5 separate regions of the Mus musculus genome follow, and all the other regions are linked to region 4. The links are chromatin contacts, called in public Hi-C, Micro-C and promoter capture Hi-C maps. All regions are on one chromosome and are shown on one strand. Each heading gives the region's core, a stretch centred on a gene start, on an enhancer-like site or on the middle of the called end of the contact. The rest is flanking DNA. Distances are from core to core; before and after follow the strand shown.

What was found. Promoter capture Hi-C pulls out the DNA fragments that hold promoters and counts their contacts. A called contact is a pair of places that touch in the nucleus more often than the background predicts.
Region 1: a Micro-C map of embryonic stem cells shows a contact between it and region 4, with 15 times the contacts expected there. The contact joins the promoter of Pigp here to the promoter of Brwd1 in region 4. A contact is called at or near these places in 1 of 39 promoter capture datasets (liver), 1 of 484 Hi-C or Micro-C datasets (embryonic stem cells), 2 of 115 datasets of contacts at active chromatin or transcription factors (astrocytes and embryonic forebrain) and 1 of 9 other capture datasets (adipose tissue).
Region 2: a contact with region 4 is called in a Micro-C map of embryonic stem cells, with 4 times the contacts expected there. The contact joins the promoter of Dyrk1a here to the promoter of Brwd1 in region 4. A contact is called at or near these places in 2 of 39 promoter capture datasets (cranial neural crest and second pharyngeal arch cranial neural crest), 2 of 484 Hi-C or Micro-C datasets (both in embryonic stem cells), 2 of 115 datasets of contacts at active chromatin or transcription factors (astrocytes and extraembryonic endoderm stem cells) and 1 of 9 other capture datasets (liver).
Region 3: a promoter capture Hi-C map of hippocampal neurons shows a contact between it and region 4, with 2.7 times the contacts expected there. The contact joins the enhancer-like site here to the promoter of Brwd1 in region 4. A contact is called at or near these places in 1 of 39 promoter capture datasets (hippocampal neurons), 1 of 484 Hi-C or Micro-C datasets (liver) and 4 of 115 datasets of contacts at active chromatin or transcription factors (astrocytes, embryonic forebrain, embryonic stem cells and 1 more).
Region 5: a Hi-C map of B cells shows a contact between it and region 4, with 5 read pairs. The contact joins the enhancer-like site here to the promoter of Brwd1 in region 4. A contact is called at or near these places in 4 of 39 promoter capture datasets (the 3T3-L1 cell line, cranial neural crest, liver and 1 more), 1 of 484 Hi-C or Micro-C datasets (B cells) and 4 of 115 datasets of contacts at active chromatin or transcription factors (astrocytes, embryonic stem cells, extraembryonic endoderm stem cells and 1 more).

What each region holds. Positions count from the first base shown.
Region 1 is chr16:94,369,091-94,372,148 of GRCm38.p6, forward strand. It overlaps Pigp (phosphatidylinositol glycan anchor biosynthesis, class P), which reads right to left and starts at 1,460. Exons shown (of 5, transcript NM_001159618.1): 1 at 1,276-1,460; 2 at 999-1,102. The coding sequence starts at 1,340. Ttc3 (tetratricopeptide repeat domain 3) reads left to right here and starts at 1,649. Exons shown (of 46, transcript NM_009441.2): 1 at 1,649-1,771.
Region 2 is chr16:94,568,841-94,571,965 of GRCm38.p6, forward strand. It overlaps Dyrk1a (dual-specificity tyrosine-(Y)-phosphorylation regulated kinase 1a), which reads left to right and starts at 1,366. Exons shown (of 12, transcript NM_007890.2): 1 at 1,366-1,694.
Region 3 is chr16:94,716,798-94,720,300 of GRCm38.p6, forward strand. No RefSeq gene overlaps it. Among named protein-coding and RNA genes, the nearest start is that of Gm41504, 4.6 kb to the left of the region's middle. Within about 2 kb of position 2,219, at least 12 of the 459 cell types and tissues checked have an H3K27ac peak or open chromatin away from gene starts, as enhancers often do. A contact at or near this core is called in hippocampal neurons, where this site is marked.
Region 4 is chr16:96,080,936-96,084,069 of GRCm38.p6, forward strand. Brwd1 (bromodomain and WD repeat domain containing 1) reads right to left here and starts at 1,493. Exons shown (of 42, transcript NM_145125.3): 1 at 1,319-1,493; 2 at 1,187-1,245; 3 at 1,043-1,072; 4 at 879-938. The coding sequence starts at 1,367.
Region 5 is chr16:94,587,188-94,590,577 of GRCm38.p6, forward strand. All of the region lies in intron 1 of Dyrk1a (dual-specificity tyrosine-(Y)-phosphorylation regulated kinase 1a), which reads left to right. Among named protein-coding and RNA genes, the nearest start is that of Dyrk1a, 19 kb to the left of the region's middle. Within about 2 kb of position 1,859, at least 98 of the 459 cell types and tissues checked have an H3K27ac peak or open chromatin away from gene starts, as enhancers often do. A contact at or near this core is called in B cells, where this site is marked.

The DNA of each region.
Region 1 (3,058 bases), core at 210-2,709, 1.7 Mb before region 4:
CCTGTTCTAATTCCAGTCCTGTTGCTATTTGGCTTTGATCAAGTTACTTAAATTCAGTATTCCCATCTTTAAACTGAGGAAGCAAGGCAGCACCTACTTCACAGGTTCACTTCATGCAAAACACAAAGCTCTCAGGCCAAACAATGATTCCACGAAAGAGCCAGTAACTGTAGCTTCTTCATCCCACTACACTACAGCTAAGCTAGTACTTTTCACTTAAGAATTGGGAAGGATACCTCCACATAGACATTCTGATTTCTATCAAGGACCAGGTTGGATTGTGGGCATTCAATTTTCTACCACTTGATTGCCTCATATCTTCCAAACTATTTGAAGAGGGACTTTGGTTCTGTTTGTTGAGTTGGTCATATTAAGTTTGTTTTTGTTCTTTGTTTTTGTTTTGTTTTGTTTTGTAAGCCTCAGTGGCCTCATCTACAAAATGGAACATTGTGGGCATTAATGCAGATCCCAGACGTTAAGGGTACATTCTTACACCTGACTTCTCTGGCCCATTATCTTCACTCTTCAGCTACAGCATGCTATCCTGGAGCTATAAGCATCTCACTTCCAAACCTTCACAGGCCTTCACTCAGAGACTCTATCCATGGTCCTTCCTGACTTATTCTGATAGAACTGCCAGGGAGTGGCCTGGAGGTAGCTAACCCCAATTTCTAAACCTTCCAAGGCTCTTCCAGGGCACTCATCATGCTCTCTGAACTGTGGGTTTACTATGCTTCTCCACATGACTATGACCTCAAGGATTGGGGCCAGGTTTTATTCACATTAGCATCAAGCCTAGTGCTAAATAAATATTGGAGAGTTCATCTAGAACTGCATACATAAACTGAGCAAACAAACGGTACCCCTTTTAGGACTCGTGAAGAGACACAGGTAGAAAGAATCAACAGTTCATGTGTGTACGTTCTAAGGACAAACACATTATTTCCTGGTTCTCAATACCATTAAGGGCCTTGGCCATCCATCATTCCAGTACTTACTGAAGCCAAATTGTGAGCTTAGGAAAAGAACAAAGCCATAAATCGCTCTTTCTGGCAATGGCGACGGTGAATTTTCCACCATCTTCCCTGTGGCTTTAGACAATCTGTGGAAAAGGAACACAATCGTCGTCAGACATCTCCCCCCGCCCCCCTTCACCAATGGTCTGTTACATAATCTCATCGCTTGCTGCGGACACAGCCACTGCGGATGTTCGCGCGCGCGCGCCACTGCAGCTGAGGGGGCGGCGGGAGCGCGCGCTGCGGGGAAAATGCGCACCTCGGACCCTCTGAGGCGAGGAAGGGGCCCGGGCTGGACAGAGGCCCCGAGTCCTGCCCTCTCATGATGGGCCCTGTCCCAGCCTTCGTGAGGCTCAGAGGAAACAGGAGGCCCGGGACCTTGAGTCCTGCGAGCACCGACGCCCACCCGTCCCCACCCTTCAGCCCCACTCAGTCCAATGCGCAGGCGCGGCTCAGCTACCCCCGCAGCGTGGGCGGAAATTAAAAAAAAAAAAAAACCTGAGGAAAAGCAGAGGCTGGCAGGCGCCCCCGCCGCTTGGCGCAGGCGCACCGCGACCGCAGCGAGGGGGCTAGCACGGTCTCACCACCCACCCCACCGAGCTGAGGGGGCGACGCGGCGACTGCGCATGCGCACCCTAAGCCACGTGACCCGCCCGCCTCAGGAGCCGCGGAGCGTTCGCTCTGCGGGTCTGGTTGACGTGGAGGGCCGGAGGCGTCGGCAGCCCGCGTCTGAGGCTCGCGGGCTGCGGGCCCGGGTGAGTGCAGACCCTGCGCGCGGCGGGGCTCACGGAAGCGTCTGCGCGTCCCGCCGCAGCCGAGATGCCCGGGCATCGGGGCGCTCCACACCTCCCTCCGTGGGTGTGTGGTGAGTGTGGGTGTGCGCGTCGCCGCGCGTCTCGCCGAGCGCCCGCGCGCTGAGGGGGTGTGGCCGCCCTTGCCCTTGTGGGTGTGTTCCCTTTGTCCAGTGACCCTCGGGCGTCCTTAACGGTAGAAGGGGGGTCTTTTGTGTGCGCGTCGCCTGGCGTGCGGGTGACATCCCGGGTCAGGTACCCGTTCCCGCGTTCCGAGCGCTCGGGGACGCGCCTCTGGGTCTGCGGCTGGCCCGCTTTGTTCCTACGCTCTCCCTTCCCTACGACGGCGTGGGCGTCCTTCTCATCCTCTGAGGATGGTGGTTCCCCTCCCACCTTTGTCACTGCCTTCCCTGTGGTGTGCGCGCCCCCTCCTCAGCACCCGCGCGCGCCCGCCCACCCGCCGCTGCGGCAGGCTGCAGTGGCAGGCGCGCGCGTGCGTCCTCGAGGGTCCCCAAAGGTGCGCTGTGTAGGGGCCCTGTGGCGTGCGCGGGGTTGGAATTGCGGTGACGCGCGTGCGCGCTGCCCCTGGTCTGTGTGTGCGCGCCTCTCCCCCCCACCCCCACCCCCGTTTCTGGGAGGACCCGGGAGGGACGCAGAGCTGCCCCCCACCCCACCTCCCCACCTGCAGCCTTTTCCTACGCCTGCGCAGGGCTGCTGCTCCGCAGTGCTGGCGACGTCACTGAGGCCTGGGCTGCCATCTCCTATTGGGGAGGGGACAGACTAGGGGGGTGGGGGGACAAAGGACCAAAATGAAGCCGAGGGTGTGTCGGTACCACTGCACGGTACCTTTCTCAGAAGCTTGTAGTTTCCAGACGTCCTTCAGTTTGCAAATTCTTTCCACCGTTTGTGCTTGTGCCTCTCACCAGGCGATGGCTAACACTGGGTATTGCAGGGTGTTTATAGCAGCCTTTTAAAGCTCTGGACTCTGGCGAGGGATCAAGGGAACAGGGTTGAAATCATACAGGTTTTACTGCTCTCTCCGGGGCAGTTTTCTCACAACCACAGCTCTAGTTAGAACACGTTCTTTCAAGAAATGTGTATTTTATTTTAAGAAAAATGGGTTTGTTATACGGTAAAACTCTCCTAGGGATTCAATTGCCACTACTGTGCTTGTCAGGGGTTTGTGCTTTGCGCTCAAGGGCTGCGGATTGTCTTTCTCTCCTGCTCGGTTTTCTTATTGTTGCTTAATTT
Region 2 (3,125 bases), core at 116-2,615, 1.5 Mb before region 4:
TAAGGCCAAGTGGGCAAATTTAAGAATCGGGAAACCGAGGTGACTTAGGACAGGTAACAATAAAAAAAAAAACAAAAAACAACCCCCCCCCCCAACCCCCTCCGAAAGCCCTGGGGTTGGCGCTGGCTGGGCATTCCGATGGAGAAGCCGGGGAACCGGCGCCCGGGAGCGTGCCCAGCCTGGAAAGTTTCTGCGCGGCCCGCGCGCGGGCACGGTCCGAGTAAGGTGGCGGCCGCGCGCCTGCAGCCGCGGGCGTAATTCCGGAGGTGAGCCGGACGCCAGCGATCGTCCAGGCCTGCGCGGGCCCGGTCGGGATAGGGGCTCGCGACGGCGGCCTCCCAGGGCCGCGAGGTGGGCGGCTTGCCCTCCGCTTCCCTTCCTTCCCGGGCCGCGCGGGCGGGGCTGCGGGCTCGCGGCGCGGGAGCGCGCTGCGCCACGGGGGCGCGCGCTGGCCCGGCCGCAGTCGGCGTGGGAGCGAGCGCGGGGGCGGGGCGAGGCGGCCGCGAGGCGGCAGGCGCTCGCTCGCTCGCTCGCGCACCGGCAGGCCACCGCCTCGCCCCCGTCCCTTCCCTTCCCTTCCCTCCACTCCCCTCCCCCGAGCGAATCACGCGCCCTCCTCTGACACTCATAGCGGGCCCGAGCTCCGAATTTATCCTTCACGTGACCTGAGGGGGGTTGGGTGGTTGGCTGGGGGACGGAGGAGAGAGGGGAAGGAGGGAACGGAATCTGCCGTTACCCGAGCAACAGGCCCCGCCCGCCGGCTTGGGGCCGGGAGGGGCGGGCGGAGGACGTCAGCACGTCAGCCGGGGTTTTGCGTTTTGATTGACAGTTGCTATAGCGACCGGGTCGGTCCGTCGCCATTTTGTTGGTTGGTTTTTTTTTAAACCCTTTCGCTTCCCGCCCGAATAATAATAAAAAGCCCCATTGGAGTGAGGCGGGGGTGGCGGCGGCAACCGCGGCGGGGGGATCCGGGGAGACTGCTGCCGTCGCTGCTGCCGATCGCGGCCCAGGTCGGGCTGAGAAAGCGGACTCCCCGAGCGGGGGTGCGGGCGCCACCGCCGCCGCCGCTTGTGCTGCTGTTCCTGCTGCTGCTGTTGGTGCCGCTGCCGCTGCCGCCGCCGCCGCCGCCGGCGAGCGGGCGGGACCGGTGTGAGTGTGAGGGAGCGTGTGCGAGGGCGAGTGTGCGCGCGGTGAGTGTGCGCGAGTGTCTGTGCGGGATCGGGGGCGGGCGGTCCGGGCTCTCCTGGCGGAGCCGCCGCCGCCGCCGCCGCCGCTCGGGCCCCGGCGCTGCTCGCTGCGCAGCTTCGGAGCGCGCGCCATTTTGTGAGATTTACAAAAATCCTCGTCGGGAAGAAGCGGCCGGCAGCGGCCGCCACTCGGCGCCCGGCCTCGCCGCCGCCGCCGCCCTCCGCACCGGGCCGGGCCGGGCCCCGCCGCCGACACTCGGGGGCCCGGGGACTGCGGTATTTGCCGGGGAGGGGCTGTCGCCTGCCTCCCCGGCCGCGGGCGCCGCCGGCCCCGCCAGCCCGACGGACCCTGAGCCAGCGCGGCTGCGGCGCGGAGCCGGGACGCCGGGGGCGGAGAGAGGCGGCCGGGGCGGCGCTGGCTGCGGAGGCCGCGGCGGGAGCGCGGCGCGGGAGCTCGAGGCTGAGACTCACCGGAGGGAGCGGCGCGAGCGCCCCGCCATCGTCCCGGTGAGTGTCCGCCCCGCCCGGCGCGGCGCGGCCCAGCGCGCGGCTTCTCGGGGCCTGCGAGCCGGGCTCGCCAGGCCTCAAGCGGAGGGAGGGAGGGACCTGCCATCTTAGGAGCGAGCGGGCGGGCGGGCGGGCGGCCCGGGGCCCGGGGAAGAAGGCCTCGTCCCCGAGGAAAGTTGCGGCGGGTGGGACCCGCTGCCTCGGGCCGGGCCGGCGCCAGACCTCCACTGGCTGCCCGGGCGCAGGGGAGGAGGCTGTTCTCCTCCTCCTCCTCCTCTTCCTCCTCATCCTCTGCCCCCAGCTCCTCCCTCGTCCCTCCTCTCGGTCCCCACCGGCGTGCGGAGCGCCGGGGTTCTGGGCAAGGACAATGCACGGGATCAGAAAATGGGGCTGGCGGCCGGGAGGCGAGGACGCAAGGCCCGGCCGGGCCGGGCCGGCGAAGGTCGGCAGCCTGCTGCCTGCGAGGCCCAGTGGGCCCGCGCTCGGGCCTGGGGACCTGGTGTGCTCGGAAGTCGGGCCGCGAGCGCGGGCCACCCAGGGCACCGGAGGGGCCGGGGTGACCTGCATAGCAGCGGGAGGAGACTGGAATTAGAATGGAGACCTGTGTATCGCCTCAAAACTTCAACATCTATTTATAGGCTCAGACCCACTCAGGCTCCAGAGGCCCCAGAGCTGCTGAATATCAGCACTAAGCTAGAGGCCCCTCCCTACCCCGAAATAGTTAAAAATGGCAAAATTCGTGAGTCAGTGACTCCAATGACTTGTCTTGTCTTTGCCCAGCCCTAGATTATGTGACTCCTGTCGTCGAGGTGCAGCATCGTTTGCTTCTTGAGTTCTGCCAAATCCCAAGAAAATATTCCTTGTAACTGTTTGCACACTCATAGATTAGTGCAAGGCCTTTTATATATTACCTCGAATAACCTCCCAGTTGGAAATGCTGCCCATTTTACAGATGAGCAGACTGAGCCTAGAGGTGGGCAGTGACTAGTCCAAGGTCATACAGCCAGTACTCCAGGAGGCCTATGTCAGTTGTTAGCCTGGCTTTCTGTTCATTGGCTCCTAACTTATTATTAAGTACTGTATGATGACTCAGGGCTGTAACCTAGACTGTTTGGGTACAGGTTTTGGTAGAGTTAATTTAGGGTTTGCAGAAGTACAGTTTAGATGAGCCCCTGTAATGAAACTTGTCATGCCCCCCCCCCCCCAGGTAAACTAGTCTGTTTTTCAGTGGAAGAATTGAAACCACTGGTGCATTTTGTTCTTTGCGTTTAACTGTTACAGTGTAGAGTTCTTTTTGCGTATTGATAAGTCATAAAGTTTGGTGTGAAGTTATTTTTTATTTAAATACTTACATTTCTCTTTTGACACTGTACTTTGCACGTTAAGAATAACTATTAGGTATTTTGATTTGAGATGTTAATGTAGTGGAAT
Region 3 (3,503 bases), core at 969-3,468, 1.4 Mb before region 4:
AGTTTCTCACTATGGCATCACCATGAGTGAAGCTCAGCAATGCAGTGTAAAGCGAACTGATACATACCTGTCAGCAAATTGATACATACGTGTATACATACATGTTGGCAAACCAATACATACCTGTCATTAGCCAAGAAGAATATCCAGGTGGACCAAAGCTAACCAAGGCTCCAAGCTCCCACTGCCTGTGGGGACATATTTACACCATCAAGTGTCCTTTCACCTGGGTCTGCTTCAGGAAAACCTTCCACGTGTCCACTTTAGCAAAGCATCCCATCATCTGTGTGCCCCAGCAAAACCTCATTTGACATAACTGGCTTTCCAAAAAAACCAGAAGGTTCCACCTCGGTTGTGAGCCCTCTGATGTGGGTGCTGGGAACTGAGTCGGGTCTTATGCAAGAGCAGTCTTATCTCCTCTCGTCACTCTCTACTTCGCCGCCGTTTAGGACAAAGCCTCTTCCTGAACCGAGAGCCTAGCAATTTGGCTAGACTCCCTGGCCAGTGAGCGTCAGTGATCCCGTTGTCTACCTCCTGTTCCCTAGTCCTGGGGTTATGGGGACCTGCCACCATGGGGGGCTTTCCATGTAAACTGAAGTCAGGCGGTTGAGGGTTCAATGCCCCTAACTTTGACTTCTTCTTCCTGCTCAGGTTTGAGGACTTCCCCTAACTTCTGAGCCATTAGCTTCTCTCTGACTAGGGTAGGCTCTGATTAGTGTCCTCTCATGGTGTACTCTGCCCTCCTGTGACAAGTATGTGCCCACGATCCCTCTAAGCATTGCCGTTCCTGCTGTGGCCCTGAAGTTGGTCTAACCCCTGTCTAAGGACATACGGTTGAGTCTGTGGCCATGATATCAGGGACTCCTGGGGTTCCTAAGCTGCTTTTAAGGTACCTGTGGTGTCAGAAGGCTTTATTCATAACAGCCCTAAGGCTGTTCAACTTTCTTCCCTCCTGAACATTTTTCAAGGACTCCATGACTTGTGACAGAGGCACAGACCGGCCACGGGAGCAAGACTCTAGAATGACACATAATGCCAAGTGTGAAGCTCTTATTCTAGAAAATGTGGGTTTTTTTTTCCCCCATAAGAGTGTCATGTATATGGGCACTGATTTTCTTTTTAAATTTAAACAGTTTTCTCAGTTTCAATATGGCAAAGATTGAGTGCCATCTCTCATGTAAACAAAAGCTTCCTGGCATCTTAGAAGAAGGCTTTGAGCCTGAGTTTCTCTGCTTTCCCTCTGCATACCTTAGGTAGAAAGAAAAAAGGAAGATTGTGAACGTTCCCCGGGCCACATTTGGCCTGTGCTCAGTGTGAGGGGCTCAGTGGGACTGCTTGAACTTCATGGTATTGCAATCTCATGGGCATGGAGCCTTGATGGTCACCTACTCCGACTCCTTTGGGCCCTTTCAAGACACCTTGCATAATAGATCCTGAGACACACTGGTGACACACAAGGTATACTATATGCAACGTGAGGCAGAACAAATGGCCCATAGTGAGACTACTTGCATAGGCAGTAACAGGGTAGGGAGGGTCCTAATCCAGTATGCTTGGTGGCTAGACTAGACCTGCCGGGAAGAGTGTGTAGAGAGGAGAAAGACATCGGGGTGTGGCTCCAATCCTGTAACTAAAACTTGGCAATGACCTGGTCTGGAAGGTGGGTCTGGTGCCTTTGAGGGCACACCCCTGCTGATAATGTCAAAGACAGACTCCAGAACTGTTAGAGAGGATGATTCTGCTACTTAAATCCTGAGGTCAGGAAGCCTGTGAATGACGATGCTGGACTTGCCTGTCACAGAGAGCAGTTCTCATTGGAGAGGTTGTCTGTTAGTCCCACTCATTCCTGTGCAGGGAAGAATAGCCTTCAGGCAGAGTTGGTGAGACTGCCTTTAGCCCAATGTTGGAAGCTTCTTCCTGGGCTGTGGGCTACCTCTGCAGCAAGCAAGCTCTCGAGAGCTGATTTACACAGATCTCATGACCTGGCCCCCCAGAGCTATCATGAAACAGCAAGATGGCCTGGGTCATTCATGGCTCTGGGAGGCTACAGGCCAACCAGGGCAAGCCTTACCCTTAACCCTGGGAGCTCACAAGTGGGACATAGTTCCAGAACTCTGCATCGTTTGTGAAGCTTTGGGAGGGGGGGGATCCTTTAAAGGCACCCACCGAGTCTTTGTGTGCTGGGGTAGGCTGCAAACAAGTTATTCTGAGCCAGCACAGGCTGTGCTGTTAGCAGTAATAGTATTTTACTGCTGGTATCCTGGAGAAATGTTGGGTTGGGGGAGAAGAGCAGAGATGAGTTTAAAAATAGAAAGCTGTAATTAGCCAAGCATGGGTTTGTTCTTGAAGGCATCAATTACTACGGCAACCACACACCCCAGATTCTGCAGGGCAGGCTCCGTGAGTGGATCCTGACTTTTTACAGGAATTAGGCTCTGCTGAGTGTCTAATGGGATTTAACATTGCACAGGTCTGTGTTGCCACTGACACATTAATTCACAGTCGCAAACAAACTCCATGTCATGTCATGACTCTGCCTTTTTGTTATGGAAAAAAAAAAGTCATCCTGGTCTGATGCCCTGGGCTGTGGTCCTGTCCTGTGGTTGAGAACCAATTATGAAGAATTAGGAAGGTGTTTGTCAAATGCAGGGCTCTGGAAGTCTAAGGTGGGAGTCCCACCTAAGTTTTTGGCTTAACGTTTTGTGGGATACAGAGCCAAGGAGCTAGCTTTCCAGTTTCTGCTGTACTGGGCACAGACCATCTTCCAGAGGGCTGCCCGGCACAGACATGTAATCTGCTCTTTCTTCTGTCAGGCATGCAGGTGCCCGCTGGGTATGTGCTTAAAGGGACACATCAGAGTCTGGGGGACCAGAGAGAAGGAGCATTCCTGTTAGGGACAGAGGGTGCTGCTGCTGTAAGCCATAAACTCAAGGACACATATGGGGCTGGGAAAGTTATTTTCCATTTCCTGCAGATGACAGAGAGGCCAAGAGTCTAGGCGTCAAGGACTGGGAGAAGGTGGGGGAGCCCCCCTGCAATGGTGGGGGAGCCCCCTGCAATGGTGGGGGAGCCCCCCTGCAATGGTGGGGGAGCCCCCCTGCAATGGTGGGGGAGCCCCCTGCAATGGTGGGGGAGCCCCCCTGCAATGGTGGGGGAGCCCCCCTGCAATGGTGGGGGAGCCCCCTGCAATGGTGGATGGTCACTTTATCAATAGAAATCTATATTTCCCTCACTTTTAGTCTTGCTGTAAATACCTGCTAGAAAGGGACATTTGATCTAGGTCACAGTTCTCAACCTGTGGGTCACCTTTGGGGTTGAATGACCCTTTCATAGGGGTCTCCAAGACCATCAGAAAACAGATATTTACATCCCGATTCATAACAGTAGCAAAACTGCAGTTATAAAGTAGCAATGAAAATAACTTTATGATTGGGGGTCTCCACAACGCAAGGGACTATATTACAGGGTTGTAGCATTGAGAAGGTTGAGAACCACTGATCTAG
Region 4 (3,134 bases), core at 243-2,742:
TTTGTGCTTCGTTAACGATAAACACCCAAAGCCTCTGTTACCTGGATAAAACTCAACTATACACAAGAACCTCTAAGCAAGTAGGGAAAATAAGGCAAAGGAAAATAAATGTAATCCGCAAGTTACCACTCCTCGGAAATGTTAAGACAGGCACACACAACTGCTTCTGAGAGCTTAGTCCGAGCTCTCAGAAGCAGGAAATGAATTCAAGGCCAGCCTGGCCTACCCGAGTTCAAGGCAAGACAGTGGTACGTAATGACACCCTGTCTCAAAAAATAAATACACCGACTGACGGATGTCAACTTAAAGCCTGAACCGCTACATACAGCAAGATCAAGTGTGAGCCAACTTTCTAAAGGCAGTCAACACACAGTGCACGGGTCGGGGAAGCAGGGGTGCCGCACTGACATATTCACCACGGAGAACTCTGTGCGATCCTACAGAGGAAGGGAGTACAGTACAGGAAGGGGCCATTTCTCCACCTTGGGAGACTAAGGACTCTCTCTCTATTCCTGGGGAACAAGAGGTCTGAAAGTCTGGGCGGGGCAGAGAAAGGAGAGACCAATGAGAGCTCGAGTTACAAATCGGGAAGGGAGAGAGATGAGAGCGCCCCTCTCAGTGGCTGGCGGCCGCACCTGGAGCCCCAGCCCGGCCGCGAGCCAGGGGCGCCCCCGCCTGCGCCCGGCACCGCCCCCAAAACCATTTTCTGCCAAATCCCGCCCCCCACCCCGCCACCGCGAGCCCTCGGGGGTCGGGCCCGTCGCCCCGGGACGCCGGACCACCAGAGACCACCCCCGGGCGCGGCCCCGCGGCGCCCGCAGGGGAGCAGAGACCCGGCTGGGGGGCGCGGGCGCGCGGAGGACGCGGGAGCTGCTCACCAATTCCTCGTAGCTCCTGTTGTGCTCGTTGCCCTCCCAGTCCAACCTCTTCGGCAACAGCTGGAATGAGACACGAAAGGCGTCCGGGTGACCACCGCGGCCGGGAGGCCGGGCGGGACCGGGACGCGGGGGCGGGGACGGGGACGCGGGGGCGGCGGACCGACCTGGTACTGCTCCAGCTCCTGCACCAGCACCTGCGGCAGAGAAGACGCGCGGTCAGACCCCGTCAGCTGCCCCGCTCACCCCCGGTTCGTTCGCCCCCGGTTCGCTCGCTCGCCCGCCCGCCCGCTCGCCCAGCCGGCACTCACCTGCGCCGCTCGGCGACACGGGCCAGCTGAGAGGTAGCGGGCGATGAGAAAGTACAGCTCTGCGGGGAGAAGACAGGGACGGTCAGCGGCGGCTGCGCGACACCGGGCAGGGGACGCGCGGCCGTGTCTTACCCGACTCGATGAGAGGCACCGGACGTCGGGCCGGCGAAGGCTCCGCCATGGCGGGGCGCCGGGCGGGAGCGAGCGGACCAGCGAACAAGTGGAGCGCGTAGGCCGCGCCGAGGCCTGACCGGGCCGGCGTACCCCCAGCTCCTCAGGCGCGCGCCGCCGCCGCCATGCCGTGCGCGCCGCGCACCGACGCGTCCGCGGCAGGAAGTCGCGCGGGACCGAGGGGCGGGGAGCGAAGTAGTCCCCCCGCGGGGAGCCGGCGGCGTGGCACGACGCGGATGTGGCTCCTTGGCTGGGAGGCGGGCCTCGCCTCGGCGTCCTGTGCGTCGGGGGCGTGAAGCGCAAAAGGGGGCGGCGAGCCAGCCGGGGCTGCGTCCGCGGGGCGGGGGGTGGGGGGGCTGGGGCGCGCGTGGCCGGATTCCTGCGCGCGGTGAGGCGGCCGCCGGCCTTTGTGCGGCGGCGGAGGCGGTACGGCGAGCTGGAGTGGAGGGGGCGGGGCGGGGCAGGGCAGGGCGGAGCCTGGGAGGACGGTCACCTGGGCTGGGCCTGAAGACCCTGAGGCTGGGGAGGAGCTCTGCAGGAGGGTGGCTGAACCCAGAGCGGAGGCTGCGACACCACCTTACCCGCTGCCCTCCCGACCTCCCGCCGCCCCGCGTCCCGCGCCCCGCGATGGGTTAAAGATGCCCGGTACGGGTGACGGAATCTGGGAGTCCGCGATGACTTGACGGGAACTCAGAGGGCCCGTGGGAAACGGGCTGCGGCCACAAGTGTCAGTCGTTTTGTTGGAGGGGTGGAAGAGTTACAGAAAAATCCCCCTAATTACCGCTCTAGGCTCCTGACCCAACCGGATCTGTTTCACCACGTCCAGTGTGCGCTGACAAGCTCTGACGTAGAGTGCAGAACAGAACTAAACATGGCCATTGTTAGATTTATCGGGCAGCAGAGAGTCAGAAAAAGAGGCCTGACCTCAAACGACCTCGGCTCTTTATTCCCAAACACCAAAAGACAGTCGTCTTCCAACGGGAAAGCGAGCTCCTGTCGCGGGCTAGGGTGCGGCAAGGGAATTGTTTGTGTCTATAAAGAGTCTAGGGTGGTTCGGCTGTTTCTTTTCCTTAGGCTTAGGACATAGTGCTAGGGTGGCTCCGCATTCTTTTCTTAACCCCTGCGCCCCTGCGAAGGGCTGACCGAGCAAGGTCATTTGTAGGAGTCCTGTCTTGTGACCAAGGCGTTGTACCAGCTAGTCATTCTAGTGCCTGCGTGCGGAGGCAGAACGAGGTGTCCCAGTCGTGCCCGGGCAGTGAACCTTAGACTGGCTCCAACTATCAGGTGTATGATCCTAGGCAAATCACTTAACCTCTGTCTCAATTGGCCTTATCTGTAAATTGTAGCCAACAGTGCGGCTCCTTCCAGAGCTCAAGGATTTTATGAACTAATACGCATTTCCAGCCTCTGAGTTGACTTTCATTAATTACATGGAAAGTACATATGAATATGTAGATGGCCCACCTATTCAGAGTAATCCTAACTCAGCAAACACCAAGTGGTAAGATAAAATGGAACAGTAAACTCCACCGTTCCCATGGAAACAGTTTGGCGTCCTTTAAGGGAAAGGTGAACTATAGTGATAAGATTTAGGGCACTGGGATAAAAACCAACTTGCCTGAGGGAAAGGTATGGAACTTTCACTCCTCTGGGGATGTCATGCAACTGAAGGAGAAAGCCAAAGAACTCTGTCATTTACTCGGGGGCTTGCCTGAGTTTGATCCAGAGCAGCACAGAAACAAAGCACCCACTAATCCCAGCACAGGCAGAGGCCAGA
Region 5 (3,390 bases), core at 609-3,108, 1.5 Mb before region 4:
CTCTCTTCCTTCTCAGTATTAACCGTATGATATGAGTGAATATCTGTTGATATGCCGAAGAAAGAAAGTGTGAGGAGGTGGGATTCACAGCCTCTTTTTCAATTCGGAAAGACATTTCAGAAGAGGGAGAATGTTCCTGTTAAACGTTTACAAACGAGTTCATTGTAATTGTCCCTATATTTGTTAGTAAAGGAAATGCTGAGTTCCTGAACACAGTTGTAGTAGCATATAGCAACAGCACTGCTTGTCTACTGAGTATTCAGGTCTAGACAGGATAATTTCTATTCCAAATGGTATCTGCTTTCACTGTGCGGTCCAAGTTGACTCAGCCTTTACTTGTCTGGTGTCTGTCATCGTCTTCCACATTGCCTTTGCCCTCCCTGTTTAGGCTTTTTCATAGATTGGGATAGTTGGGCTTCTTATGGAATGACTGCTTTCCAGAGGTTAGACAGAGAGCTGCCAGTTGGAGCCTTCCTGGAAGCATGCCACTTCCCATCTTCTCTTGTCTTGGGTCAGGTCAGTCTCAGGGTCGGGACTGTGCAAGGTGTGGATACTGCAGTGGTGGTTGACTTGAGCCAGTGGACATTCTCTGCCATAACAAAAGGTGACAGTTTGTGTTGGCTCGTTCATGTTTTCATTATATAATATTATTTTGTGCATCAGCTTTTAGCTGTAAGTACATTGAAAGCACTATATAATAATATAATTCTCAAAATCAATTAAATGATATATTTAATTTTGATAGTATTCATACACACGTAAGGACTGAGCAGAAGTGATGATGGGTACTTTAATGGGCGTCTCAGTTCCATCTTACCCGTCACATTATGAGATAAAAGCCAGGCTGTGTAGTTTTTCAAATAAACCACCTTTTGGATCATGTTACAATCCATAAAACACCTCAGATATTCCCACAGTAACCTGTGGCTGTATTTTGTACAAGGAAAAAAAGGGCCAGACATTCTAAGACTGACTGTAATTGGAACTCGCTCAAGCTGTGCACATATCCAACTTCTAAACCGTGGGCCACAGCGCTGGCTACTTGACGGGAGACCTGAGAGATTCTCCTCAGAGACACATTCATCTCCAGCTTGTCCTTCAGCCATAGCTGTCTCTTCCAGGGAGTAAACCAGTTCCGCGTCTGCTCCTTTATAGTACAGGTTGGTGGGGGGAAGGGTGGAAGACAGCCCAGTGCCCCACCCTGTAGGCCGAAGGCATGGGATGGCTGCTGACATCTGGCGTGTTGGCTTAGTTCTGTGCTTTGAGCTGGGTACAAATAGAACTGTGTCCCTAGGAGTTGGTGGGAGCTGCTGGACAGGCATGGCAGAAGTACAAGAGTACTTTTTATCCCTAACACAGGGTTTCTCTGTGCAGTCCTGATTGTCCTGGAACTCAGTCTGTAGATCAGGCTGCCTCAAACAGCCCACCTGCCTCTGCCTGCCAAGCGCTGAGATTGAAGGTGTGCACCAGTACTGCTCAGCAGAAGACTGATTTTTTTAAACCTGCTATCTTCTATAAGAAAACTGCCAAAATGTCTATAATTTCAGAATCTGGTTATATCATAACATTGAGGGCAGAGGGAAGGAACAGACAGTTAAGAGCAGTGCCTGATGGTTCTTGCTTCTTGCAGTGCTTCTAAGTCTCCCTGGTCTGTCAGTATTCTTGTGTATAAACACCTGGTTTATAATCTTGTGATCAGTTTTTGGCATCCAGAATTTTCTTCTCAATCTTGTACTGCCTTAGAGGTGCCCTGTGAAGGAAGTTAGTTGCACTTGGCATCTAGACAGTAGAATATAGGGCCAGTGGCCACACACTGTAACAGATGCTGAAGGCAGGCGCTAGTCTTAAGGGGCTGCTGGGGTAGTTCACTCATTTCCTGTTGTGTTTTGCTCTCACCTGAGTGGGGAAGGTGCTCTGGATAGGGAAGTACGGGGACTGGGCTGCGTCCACTCTGCCCTTCCCGAGGCTTTAGAGGGTACCTTTCACTTTCTGTTATGGGATTAAGATAGATGGGCATAGCACCTGCATAGAGATGGGAAATTCAACAGGAAAGGGTCTGACCACAGAGGCCAGACTAGTCAACCAGCATCTCTCTATTCTTGGGAGGGTGGGGCTTTTTTTTTTTTTTAAGATTTATTTCATGTGTATCAGTGTTTCACGTGTGTGCGTGAATGTGTGTGTGTGTGTGTGTGTGTGCGTGTGTGTGCGTGTGTGCGCGCGCGCGCGTGTGTGATGCCTGTAGAAGTCAGGAGAAGGCATTAGATTCCCTGGAACTGGAACTATGGATGGTTGTGAGCTGCCATGTGGGTTCTGGGACTTGAAACAGTCTCCTCTGCATGAGAAACAAGTGCTCTCAACAGCTGAGCCACCTCTCTAGCCTCACCTTAGTCATGCATTTTACACAAAGTAAAATAGTTTGGCAAGTAGTGGCTAAAAATGCTAAGGATAATGTAATGAAAGATGTGTGAAGTTAATTAGAAATATACAACTCAACCAAACCTGATTCCGTGTTTGCCTCAGGAAGAGTTGTTGCAACCTTGCTTGTACTTAGACACATATTCAGTCTCTCTGCAGTGGAGGTCCTCTTCCTGGGAGCCAGCTCAGAAAACCTTCCTGAGCATTACCCAGGCTCTTGGACTCTGGGTTCTTGTCATAAATTCCCAGTTTGGCCTTGTGTCAAGATTGCCTAGGGATCTTGTTCAGCAAGTAGGCTCAGGCTATGCCCTCAGGAGACTGATGGTTCTGTCTCAGAATCTGAATTTTTAACAAGCCCCCTCAGGGTGATTCCAATGGAGCTGTCAGTAGTGTGGGAAACACTTCCTTAGAAAGTTGGTGTGTCATTTGCCTTATAGGAAAGTGCTTCTTTACCTCATAGGCTGAGAGAGGATGAAAATGGGTTGTATTTGAAGTTGTTTCATAAACTGAAAAATAGCATAAAAGCTTTAGATAGCATTGTAAAATTGAGTATCTGCCTGGTTAGCCCAGAAAGGTAAGTTTATTTCCTGTCAGAAATAAACTGGGAGGTACAGGTGGGAATCTAGGCTTCTAGAGTTTTGCATACTTGAGCAGGACTCAAAAAATGTTACCCTTTCAGTTTAACTGTTCTTGAAAACTAATCATGAGTAGACAGTTTTGATTTTTCACAGTTGTAGGATAGTAGGTGACAGCTCAATGCCCTGAGTGCAACACACTGAATATAGTATGCATGGAAGAGTCTGAGCTTTGGACTGTGGCAAGGCCAAGCTGAGTAAGATGTTCCCTGTCTGTGAGGAAGTTGCAGTGTATTACAGGGGGCTCAGAAATCATACTGTAAGTGTTAAGAGTTGCGTTCTCCTTTAATCAGAAAGAGATCATGTGAGGTAGTCTTTGTGTCAATAGTCTAGCTAGAGA